Linked DNA regions of Mus musculus: all the other regions are linked to region 1. A link is a contact called in public promoter capture Hi-C data. All regions are on one chromosome and are shown on one strand. Each heading gives the region's core, a stretch centred on a gene start, on an enhancer-like site or on the middle of the called end of the contact. The rest is flanking DNA. Distances are from core to core; before and after follow the strand shown.

Evidence for each region. Promoter capture Hi-C pulls out the DNA fragments that hold promoters and counts their contacts.
Region 2: a contact with region 1 is called in a promoter capture Hi-C map of liver, with 7 times the contacts expected there. The contact joins the promoter of Pex3 here to the promoter of Shprh in region 1. A contact is called at or near these places in 3 of 39 promoter capture datasets (liver and pre-B cells) and 1 of 484 Hi-C or Micro-C datasets (B cells).
Region 3: a contact with region 1 is called in a promoter capture Hi-C map of pre-B cells, with 4 times the contacts expected there. The contact joins the promoter of Ltv1 here to the promoter of Shprh in region 1. A contact is called at or near these places in 1 of 39 promoter capture datasets (pre-B cells) and 1 of 484 Hi-C or Micro-C datasets (CD4 T cells).

Annotation. Positions count from the first base shown.
Region 1 is chr10:11,147,847-11,151,556 of GRCm38.p6, reverse strand. Shprh (SNF2 histone linker PHD RING helicase) reads right to left here and starts at 2,127. Exons shown (of 30, transcript NM_001077707.1): 1 at 1,971-2,127.
Region 2 is chr10:13,551,121-13,554,830 of GRCm38.p6, reverse strand. It overlaps Pex3 (peroxisomal biogenesis factor 3), which reads left to right and starts at 1,689. Exons shown (of 12, transcript NM_019961.3): 1 at 1,689-2,005. The coding sequence starts at 1,933. It overlaps Adat2 (adenosine deaminase, tRNA-specific 2), which reads right to left and starts at 1,924. Exons shown (of 6, transcript NM_025748.4): 1 at 1,470-1,924. The coding sequence starts at 1,565.
Region 3 is chr10:13,191,356-13,195,065 of GRCm38.p6, reverse strand. It overlaps Ltv1 (LTV1 ribosome biogenesis factor), which reads left to right and starts at 1,929. Exons shown (of 11, transcript NM_181470.4): 1 at 1,929-2,038; 2 at 2,827-2,958. The coding sequence starts at 2,036.

The DNA.
Region 1 (3,710 bases), core at 878-3,377:
GAATAGAGTCCATACAGTCAAGTCTGGTTAAAGCCTCTGGCTAACTGCAAATCTAGACTCCAGGAAAATTAACAATGTACATCTGCTGTGAAGGTTACCAACACTGAGGTGATATATCTTTTATGAGGAAATAGTTCCAAACAAAAACATAAACATTGCAATATTCAGGCTTACAGCCCTAATGTGCACAAACCTAGGCTGGGCCTCACTCCTCTACTGGATATTTTCTAGGACTCTCACACACAAGACTCTGACTTTCATTCACAGTGAAAATATCCTCATTTCATGAAGCACATCCTAACCCAGTTCCTTATCTTAACAATAACCCTGTGATACTAGGCACATTCCTCAGTAGCCCTTACACAAAACTTAAGTCTGTTATATAATGTGAACTCTTCAAAATAGGTAAATTGATAAGAAGACTTAAGTCAAGTAATAGCTGCTGTGCTTTGGCTATAAAAGCTCCTCACAGATTACATGTCAGAACTGAGATGGGGCCTAGGAGTAGGGAGTCCGATGCTGGTTGCTGAGCCTGGGGGACCAGTCTTGTTTCCTATCCTGTCTGTTTTCTTATCTACCCAGGTGTGAGCAACAAGGTGTGACCAAGCTGCTGCAACAAGAACACCCCACTGTGTCTTCCCATCAGAAGGGATTGGTAATTGGTCACCTCAAGGACAAAACTAACAGGTAAGAAACACTTTAACCATGATCTCATGTATCAAATGCTGTGACAGTTTCACTCATGTTTGGTAGAAATTTTCAGTTAAGAAACAATCCCATTAAAGAAGACAAATTATAATACTATACTTGATGGCCAACAACTAGGAAGACAAACCTCTCACTACATCAGAAATAAATGCCTGTCTCACATGTTAGTTGTATTTAACCCCACACCACTGCTCTTTTAATTCCAATGAGCTTGACAATCCCAAAGCGTTAACAAAACTTCGATCGATCCTTATACAGAGGAGGGAAGAACACACACACACACACACACACACACACACACACACTAGTTTTATGGATTAACAGTGTGATTGGCAGGGAGTATCACTATTCAAAGGTTTGGACCAATTGGAATAGGTGTGGCCTTGTTGCAGTAAGTGTGTGACTGCAAGAGCTGCCTGGAAGCCAGTATTCTGCTAGCAGGCTTCAGATGAAGATGTGGAGTTCTAAGCATCTTCTGCACCATGCCTGCCTGGATGCTGCCATGCTCCCACCTTGATGACAATGGACTGAACCTCAGAACCTGTAAGCCAGTGCCAATTAAATGTCATCCTTTATAAGACTTGCCTTGGTCATGGTGTCTATTCACGGGAGTAAAACCCTAACTGAGACAAAGAGTAAAAGCTTAGACAAAGAATAAAGTGGTGTTAGCGATCATGGGACCTAGGCAAATACAGGAGCAAAGGCAAACACGTAGGAGAAAAACATAGACTTGCCATGATAAATTCAAGCCAAGTGGATTAAAAGGCACCACGGTGAAAAGGCAAGACTGTAAACAATACCGTTCCTCCCACAGGGTACCTTAACCAGAAACCAACATCTTCGTTCACCAACCTAGCGCTACCTGCAGCGTCAAAGTGCACACAATGCACAGGAGCCAGGGCGCTTCTGCAGGCGACTGTAATGCTTGAGAGTTTGCCAGCCTAACTTGGCGGCCTCTGCATCCCTCCCAGCTACCTGTCGTCCCACGCACCGCCAGCCTGCAAGGCAAGTTATCCTCGAAGAAGGAGCCGGAGGGACAGCTCGTGACAGGGCCTCAGCACGCAAGCGTGGGCAGCAAGCACCCGTCCCACGCGAGAAGGGCTCGGCCCACGTCCGGGCTGGGGCCGAGCCGCGGGGCCTCGCAGGGCCGATCACTCCGGATCCCGGAGCTGCGCAGGAGCCCTCGGAGTTTCCCTGACGCGCAGAGCCAGCCTCCCTCCGCCGCGACTCTAACCCCAGAGCCCGCACGCACCCTCACCTACCTCAGCCGCTCTGCAGGCACCTGTCGCCGGGCCCGGCCCTCCTCGCAGGCTGCAGATCCCGGGCCCACAGTCGCCACACTCACCTGCGGGAGTTGCGCATGCGCGCTGCACGCTGGGTGAAGCCTGGCACCCAGGCCGGAAGCCGCCAGCGCCAGCTGAGGAGGCCAGCAGGAGCGCTCGCTCCAGGCGAACGCGCAGGACCAGTCGGGACGCTCCGCCCCTCTTTCCGGTGTTGGCTTCAAAAAGCACCTCTGCGCATGTCCCGTCCCTGAGGTCCCGGTAGAAGACGGTTTAAGTCTCGCGGTGGTTGTGCCTCTCTCTTTTCCCCGCCTCCCGTGGCTTTAGCAAATGCAGGATGGGCGGGGCCCGAAAGAAGGGGCGGGACCTCTTGCCAGAGAGGGCGGGGCTCTTTGCCAGAGCGGTAGGCTTGATGTGAGTTGTGGTTTTCATAAAAAGGCAGAAAGTTACATAAAACGGAATTCACGATGCTGAGCAATTATAATACCCAAACAAATATACAATTAATCCACTAAACCAAAAGAATTCGATCTGCTAAGGAAAAAAAAAAAAAAAAAAAAAAAAGGCAGAGACGATGTCTTCAAAAGGAACTGAGAAAAATGAAGCCAGAGAGAAATTTATTCTTGCCAAGAAAATTACTAAGGCTTTAAATGTTTAAACGTTTTAAGAGAAAAAAAATTATACAGCTATGCTGAAGCAGGCCTCCCAGTATCTTTTCCAAAGGGAGAATTCTATCTTCAGTAGACATAAAAGTCTCTCCTCTGAGGATTTCAATAGTGTGTTTACCAAGTGCTTTGTATGTCCTTCGAATTTTTTTCTGTGGAGTAATTTTTTTTTTTGTTTGTTTGTTTGGTTGTTTTGTAATCACCAGAGCTAATTCCAGGGGAGGAAAAGGTTCGCTTGTTATTTGGCTTTCTGGAAATTCCCTGTTGTGAGACATCTGTTCATGAAAATACTGTGTCTTACCACCTAGTAGATGGTAAATAATCTAATGATAGTACAGACAGGAGAACCGACTTATTGGACACACTCAGATCTTACACGTGAATCCCCACTTTTCATATAACTCAGCTGCCTTGTTTGGAAACAATACAGGTGTGTTGTATCATGTCTAAGCTAGGCTTGGATCCAGTCCATAGTGATAAATATTGCAATTAAGAAAATTTTAATTTTTTTTTCTGGTTTCTGTGTTGTGGTCCAGTAAGTATACATCATGTCTAAACAGAGTATAAATATCAAAATGTTTAAATATTTTGACTGAATTCTCAGCACAGTACCTTTCTCTTGATAGAGGATTTGCTTTGAAGCTGATGGCTGCTCAGTCAAGCTCCTGGCTGGCAGAAGAGGAGGCACCTATAGAAACGTGTTAAAAATAAACACAAGTTCTGGTTTGCAAAGAAAGAGATCACTACTCTATCCGACAAGGCTGAGCCACACAATATGGGTGCTCAGAGCTGAACTCAGATCTTGTGCAAGAGAAGAGTGATCTCATAACCTCTGAGCTCACTCTCCGCTATCTCCCTAGAATGTATTTCTTAAACAAAAAGATGTAACAACCAAAGTGACTCCTTGCTCCATGGCCATGAAAAGAATATCAATCTCACTAGACACCTGCACTGAAGCTTTGGGGTAACTAGGTACATTAACCTAGAAGCAATAATTTGAAAATAATGTATATATTTTTAATTTTCTGAGCAGTGTATCTCAACAATGAGCTCAAAA
Region 2 (3,710 bases), core at 440-2,939, 2.4 Mb before region 1:
GGTTCGTTCTCTCTCTCTCTCTCTCTCTCTCTCTCTCTCTCTCTCTCTCTCTCTCCTTCCAGCAAATTTATCTCACTAGAAATGATAGGGCTACCTTAAAGAGACATACAACATAATTGCTAAGGCACAGCTTGTAGGCCAGGATGCTGGTGAGTGGCTGAGCAGATGCAACGGCCATTGAGAGAAAGTGAAGCTCTAGGAAAGCAGTCTATGGGGGTTGATTGAGAAGAACTGCTTCCCAGGGCAAATACATGCAAATGTGCATGCATTTCCTCTATGGACAAGTTCAAAGCTTGAGGCTGAAAATCCACAACACTCCACCCAGTCTCAGACTTTCCATTGCCCCTCCCATTTCTTCCAGTCTGTCCCTTCCCTTTGTCACAAATGCAAAAGAGTTGAGTCAAATAGGTCTAACTGTTTAGATGGATTTGAACTTAAGAAGCTGGCCTTCTTTGGAAGAGGCCAAAGCTCTGCCACTGAAATGGTGACTTGATCTTCCTTAAACCAACAAATTCTCAACTCGACAACTGATGAACAAAGGCTCTCTTCTTCCCACCCCGAGCTCTGAGAAAGATGACCAAAAAAAAAAAAAAAAAAAAAAAAGATGTTAATTAAAAAATTAAAAGAATGCATTATGCCATTTGTCTGGGGGCGTGGGGTGGAAAACATGTTTCTGTCTTCTAGATTTTAATTTCTTATGAAGGTGAACTTCTGTAACCATTAGAATAAAAAGGTGAGATATTTTAATTTTGTAAAAGAATAAACAAAAATAATATCCCCACACCAAAGGCTGAGCTCAGTTTTAAGGCCTTTACAATGCTGTAAACAAATTGGTGTTCCATGTTCACAGAATGAAAACCCAGCATCAAACTGTGTATACATACATAGTTTGTATGTATATCCCTGCCACAAACGTCTATCCCTGCCACACATCGATATGGGTAATAAGCTTGGGAAAACATGTAAAAATACGACCAGAGCTCTCCATGATGAGCAATCTATAAGAATCGCAGGAAGGAAGGGAATACAAGGGCAGAGAAAAGTATCGTAGAAAGAGTAGACACATCATCGGTGAGGATTGTACCAGGACACGTTTTGATATGACCCTTTACAGAAACATCAGCTTCCTCCCATTATATGGGAGCAAGCCATAAAATAATGTGGCTTTATGGATTTGAAAGTATGTGTCCACATGGGAAGGAAGATAGGCAGGTAGGGAGCACACATCCCCAGGCGGCAGATAAGACTCCCTGTAATACATCAATCGAACCGTTTCTGTATTTTCCCTTCACCCCAATTACTATGAGACAAAGCTAAAGAAAAATTCCCCCTAGAATAAAACAAGTTGCTGCTTCAGGTATTTTCAGACATGATAGATAGCGCGCCCGGCACATTTGCTCAACTACTCTGGTCAGGATATGGCCGGGAGAAAGTTTGCGCTCTCAGCATCCACCTGCCCGATTCCTCACCATTCGCATCGCCTCCTCCATCCACTTTTCCGTCTCCTGTACGGACACCACGCACGGGCCGTCTGGAGTAGTGGTGGACTCCACCTTCTCCTCCATACCTCCGCCGCTCAGAGACTCCGGGCCGAGGGACGAGAGAAGAGAGGACAGCGGAACGCGGCGGGAGCGGACCTTGCTTCCAGGAGGACGGGAAAAGACGAGGCACCCGGGAGCTATTTGCGGACGGACCCAGGCGTCCCGGATCAGTAAGCGGCGGCTGGGGGACCGAAAGCGTCGCTGCTCCGCTCTAGTCCACGCCCCCTTCCTCCGCTTAAGCCACAACCTCTGCTCAGAGAAACGTCTGTGGTTTCTGGAGAGCACCTAGCGCCGCCACCGCGCTGCTGCCGGAGGTCCAGGCCAGGTGGACGGAAGACACGGTGAGCCAGCCCCTCTCCCCTAGGCAACCCACACAACACGGGGTCTGGAGATGCTGAGATCAATGTGGAATTTTCTGAAACGTCACAAAAAGAAATGCATCTTCCTGGGCACAGTCCTCGGAGGTGAGTGACAACATGCTTTTTAGAAGGGGCCATTGGCAGAAAGGAGTGACAGAGGTGACTTATAAAAACAGGCAGGGCCCACTGATACCAAACTGGGATTTGTCGAAGGGATTGGCTCAACCGTCAAAGAAGAACCTCTAAAGTTCTTTTATCTGGATCTCTGTGCCCTTTGCCCCTCACTCTGCCCCCGTCCTTTTTCTCCCCATGGGCCTTCAAGAGTCTACCCCAATGAAGTTTCTTTTCAAAGCACTATTCTCGTATAGATAGATACATTTGCCTTCCAATTTTCTTCTTTTGCTTTCCTGTTAGATTTTCATTCTGTTTGTCAACTCTGCTTTCAACCTTTCACACGAGTTTCGAAATATTCTAGGGCCATTATCTTAAGTCTGCTCTTTGAGGTGGTGTTTAAAGGTAAACCGAAAACAGCATGTTGCTGTAAAATATACAGCAGATAATTTCTGTTCTCCAATTGTAAAGTACAAACTATATATCAACACAGTGCTTATTCTGCAGTGTTGTCAGGACTGGCAAGGTTGTGGTCATGATCCATTTTGGTGATATAGTTGAGTTCACTGGCTGAGAGGAAAGTTAGAAACAGGATAAAAATCTTGATGCTGGAATTGTAACTTTGTGGTAGAGTGCTTGCCTAGGCTGACTGCATTGGGTCCCAGGGAAGGAGCAACACACACACACACACACACACACACTGCTTTAAACCCTTTGTCTTGGAAAGACAACCCTCAGTTAATAATTATGGGATTTTAAGAAGGGAATCTTTTGAACAACACAAAAAGGGAGTTTAAAAGAATTTTTAAAACTTGAGTTTTAAGAACTGTTACCACTATCCTCTGATCTATGTGTGTGTGTGTATAAATATATCATAATATGACTTAAAATATTAGGACATTTGTAAAACAGTAACCACATTCTGCATATCTCTGAGGTATAGCACAAATGAATAATAGTTCATATTTTATAGGAAATACTTTATAGATACAATGTGTTTTATATTACCTCCAGTCTCTAATATCTAAGGTATATAAATTGTACCAATATTATAGAATACATATGCTAAAGATAAAGTTGTCATGGAAGACGTATAAAGAAAAATTTTTGCTCTACCTAAGGGAAGAAAATTGTCTCTAGCAATTTCAGAGGGAAAAGCCTAACCCTTACAGTTTATGAAATACTTAATGGCAGATCAGAAATAATCATAGGAGAAATTAAAGAGTATATGCATATAGTAATAGGTTTTTTTTGAAACGATATTGAGAGTTTTATATTTGGAGATGAAGAGGAAGGAAAAAACTGGGTGTGGTGGCACACACTCTTAATCCCAGCACTCGGAAGCAGAGACAGGCAGCTCTCTGAGTTGGAGGTAAGGTCCAGAACACCCAGAGCTTCATATTGAGACCCTGTCTCAAAAAACAAAAGACATACAAACAGAAAACAAAACAACAACAAAAGGGAGGGGGAAGAGATTCAAAGGTATAATCGAAGCACTATTGCTTTTTTAGCAAAACAAAAAGTCTTAAAAGAGTTGAATCTGGCCGGGTGTGGTGGTGCACGCCTTTAATCCCAGCACTCCGGAGGCAGAGACAGGCGGATTTCTGAGTTCGAGGCCAGCCTGGTCTACAAAGTGAGTTCCAGGACAGCCAGGGCTATACAGAGAAACACTGTCTCAGAAAATAAAAAAAAAGAGTTG
Region 3 (3,710 bases), core at 680-3,179, 2.0 Mb before region 1:
CCTAATAGCCCCTCTCTCACAGAGTCATAGTGGGGAAATTGGTTATTCAGGTAGAATGCCAAATCATTAATTCCCATAAACAAATATTTATTGGGTGTGTGTATCAAGAACTAGATCCAGTAGTAAATAAAACAGATTGAACTGAGCCTGGTGCTTCCCATATAAATCTTGCTTTCAAATAGCAAAGAATGATGGCTAGTTAGCATAAAGATATGTTAAACTATATATGTACTTTACAAAACATTTTCTCATGACAAAACGTGTGGTTCTGATCTAAACTATTTCCATTATTTTTCTTGTAGAAAAAGAACAGTAGCCCACAAACATTTACAATGATAATATTTGGCTATAATTATAGAGACATTTCAACAGAACTCAAGACATTGAAGAAAAAAAAAAAACCACTAGCAATTGGGAATGAGAAAGCAAGCGTCTACTGATAGAATGTTGGATTATTTCATCACGCTCCTCTCCAGCATCCGACGGAAATCTTCCTAAGAAATTACACTTAAAATCCTATTTGCTTAAGGCACCACAAAATATGTGAGCAACAACTTGGGGGATGGAGATGTAGTCACAGAAAACGTGTTAGGGTGCTCTCCGAGCATGCAGGAAGCCCTGGCTGGCTTCAGTCTTCAGCATCACACACATCGAATACGCCCAACACTAGCGTGATGCAAGTAGGAGGATACGTAGTTCAAGTTGGACAGAAGGCTGGGCTACATGAGACACTGTCTCAAAAAACAAAAACAAAAAACCACCTTGGGTTTTTATTAGTTTTCATCTTAAAAAAATATGCAATCATCAGAGCTTCGGAATTTATTTTATTACATCAAATGCCCCTAAAACCAATAATCTTAGTGTTGTGATCATAAAAAGAGAAAGAGCTATTACGATAAGTTCTGGCGGGGTCTGGGAGAAGGGGGTATAGAGTTTATTCAGGGCATGGAGAGGGGAGTTAAGAAAGTAGACGAGGCAGAGAAAGGCAGAGAGAAGGAGAGAGTAGTGAAGTAGAGGCGGGCCATGACACATGGAGCAAGGGGGGGAGGGAATGGGGAGCAAGAGGGCAAGAGGCAAAAGAAAGGCAAATGAGAGAGGATGGGAGAGGGGGAGACAAGCAGCCCCTTTTATAGGGCCAGGTCTACCTGGCTGTTGCCAGGTAACCGTGGGGCAGCGAATACCTGGCAATTGCCAGGTATCTGTGGGGGTGGAGTCCAGACAGAATACCAACACTTATGGACTGTGCTAAAGGTACGGTTGGGAGTTGTTCATCAAAAAGATGTAATACGAAAACCCTAAAGATGTTAGACTCTGCCTATTGAAGCTAGGCCTTGGTTGGACATTGCTAGGCAACTGATTCCCCTTAGGTCAAGAAGCCAGGGAAGGCCAGGGAGTGGTGGAGCACGCCTTTAATCTCGGGAGGCAGAGGCAGGCGGATTTCTGAGTTTGAGGCCAGCCTGGTCTACAGAGTGAGTTCCAGGACAGCCTAGGGCTACACAGAGAAACCCTGTCTCGAAAAACCAACCAACCAACCAACCAAACAACCAAACAACCAAACAAACAAACAAACATATTAAAAAAAAAAAAAAAGAAGAAGAAGAAGCCAGGGAAGTGACCACTTTCCTGTCATGAACCTGCACAGCCTTGGTCTTGTTTTCGTTTGTTTTTGATTGTTTTTGTTTTGTTTGTTCTGAGTTAAGCACAGGTAAGGAATATCTGAAGCCCCAGGTTGGAACCTGAAACTTGCCCTCAGGTAAGTAGGCTACTCCCTGCCGCCACCAACTCCAGCCAGAAAGCCCCGCCCACTGAAGGTCCTGCTAGCCCCACCTCCCGGAAGTCCCCGGGAAGGTTCTGTCACCGCGGGCTCACGCAACTTCCGGCTACAGCCTAGCGGCTCGCCGGCGATTGGCTCCTTGCCCCGCCATCGTGTGACGTGCTGCCCTAGCCCTGTGGACCCACGTGTGGAGCTGCCGGCAGGTACCGGGGAGCGGCGGTTCGGCTGCCGCGGTTCCGGAGAGGGTGTCCCTGCCTCATCATGGTGAGAAAACCGCGGTGCTCCGGGAGGGAGCCGCTCCCTGCGGCTGACTTAGGCCACTGGCCGCGTGGCTTGGTGCCCCGAGTCCTGTCACTCTCCCGGCACCAGTCACCTTCGTCACCCCCGGGGCACTTCGGAAGGAGAAAGAAGGTTTCCCTTTCGCCAAACGCCCGGAGTTTCCAGTCCTGAAGGCTTTGGGTAACTCCGTCCCTGTGACGCAGAAGCTCCGCCCCCTGCTTCCGGGGTTCACTTGGGCCACTGGGTAGCAACTCTGGTTAGACCCAGAGCTGAAGAGCAAATACGAATGTATCGAGGAGTAAATCATCTGAACCTTAGTTGTCTGTGCCCTAATCTTATTTACTACCTTGTAGATGAAGTGTCTGTCTATATTTTCTTGTGGCAGGCTCCTTGTCTTGTTGATAAAACTTTTCGGGGACCTTCCCAGAGCACCCATTAAGAGAGACTTCAGGCATTTGCTTTTGATTTGAAAATCCTGTTTGATTTTCCCTCTTACTGATTTACTTGCTAAGAGCGGAGAGTTTCTCACACTGCCCCACATATTCCCCAGCACCTTTGAACAAGTGTCTCAGAGTAGGTGCCTAGCCAGGGTTTGTTGGCGAAGGTAAGTATGGATCCTTCAGGAGACAGGGACTCCTGTCCTGTCTGGCTTAGGTGTACAAATCTGAAATATCTGTTCACCCTCCACATGCTTAACTGAGTGTACCTGTGGCTGTGGCGTTGCCCACTGTGTGGGGGTTCTGTTTTATTGACCTTTCCTGATTATTTTGTAGCCTCACAGAAAGAAAAAGCCCTTTATAGAGAAGAAGAAAGCTGTGTCTTTTCACCTGGTCCACCGGAGCCAGCGAGATCCTTTAGCCGCAGATGAAACTGCACCCCAGAGGGTTCTCTTGCCTACACAAAAGGTAGGTCCTGTTCTGGAGCCACTACGTTTTTAGGTGAATGGTAGTTTTGTAGTCCTGAACATGGAACCCAGGGAACTTAAGCATGCCGGGCATTCTCAGAAGTTGGTCCTCTTAAAAAAATAAAAAAAAGAGCTGTGACTCAGTTTCCAGTTTCTGTGCTGATGTTTGATGTTGTGTATTTATTTTGATTGACAGGCTAAAGCATCTTTGAGATTATTAAATAAAGAGATCTTATAGAATATTAGTCAAGTTCACTAGTTCACAGCCTCCATCTGCACAGTATTATTTAGGCTATGGCGGTATGCTCAGTCTCTGCTTTCTCTTGGGATTCCCCCATATTACAGTAGTCTTCCATTTGCCCCCTCGTCTCTCATGTCATGAAATACAGAACATCCAAGCTCATGGATAGCTTTGGCAATCCTAGAGGGGCCGTGAGTAGGTTGGTTTATGTTAGCATCACACTTGTTAAAGATGGATAATGGAAACATTTTGGGGGATGCTGGAAAGATGGCTCAGTGTTTAAGTACTTGCTGCTCTTGCAGAGGACCCAGGTTCGGTTCCCAGCACCCATATGTAGAGTCACAGCCATCTATAACAACTGTTCCGGGGGTTTTGCTACTCCCTTTTGTCCTCTGTGTGTATTAGCTGCACATACACACTCATTAAAAGTGTAAAAAAACGTTTTAAGTATTTCGAGGCATTTGCCTCCCTTTAACTTTTCCTTAAAGCCACCCATTACACCACTTCATGAA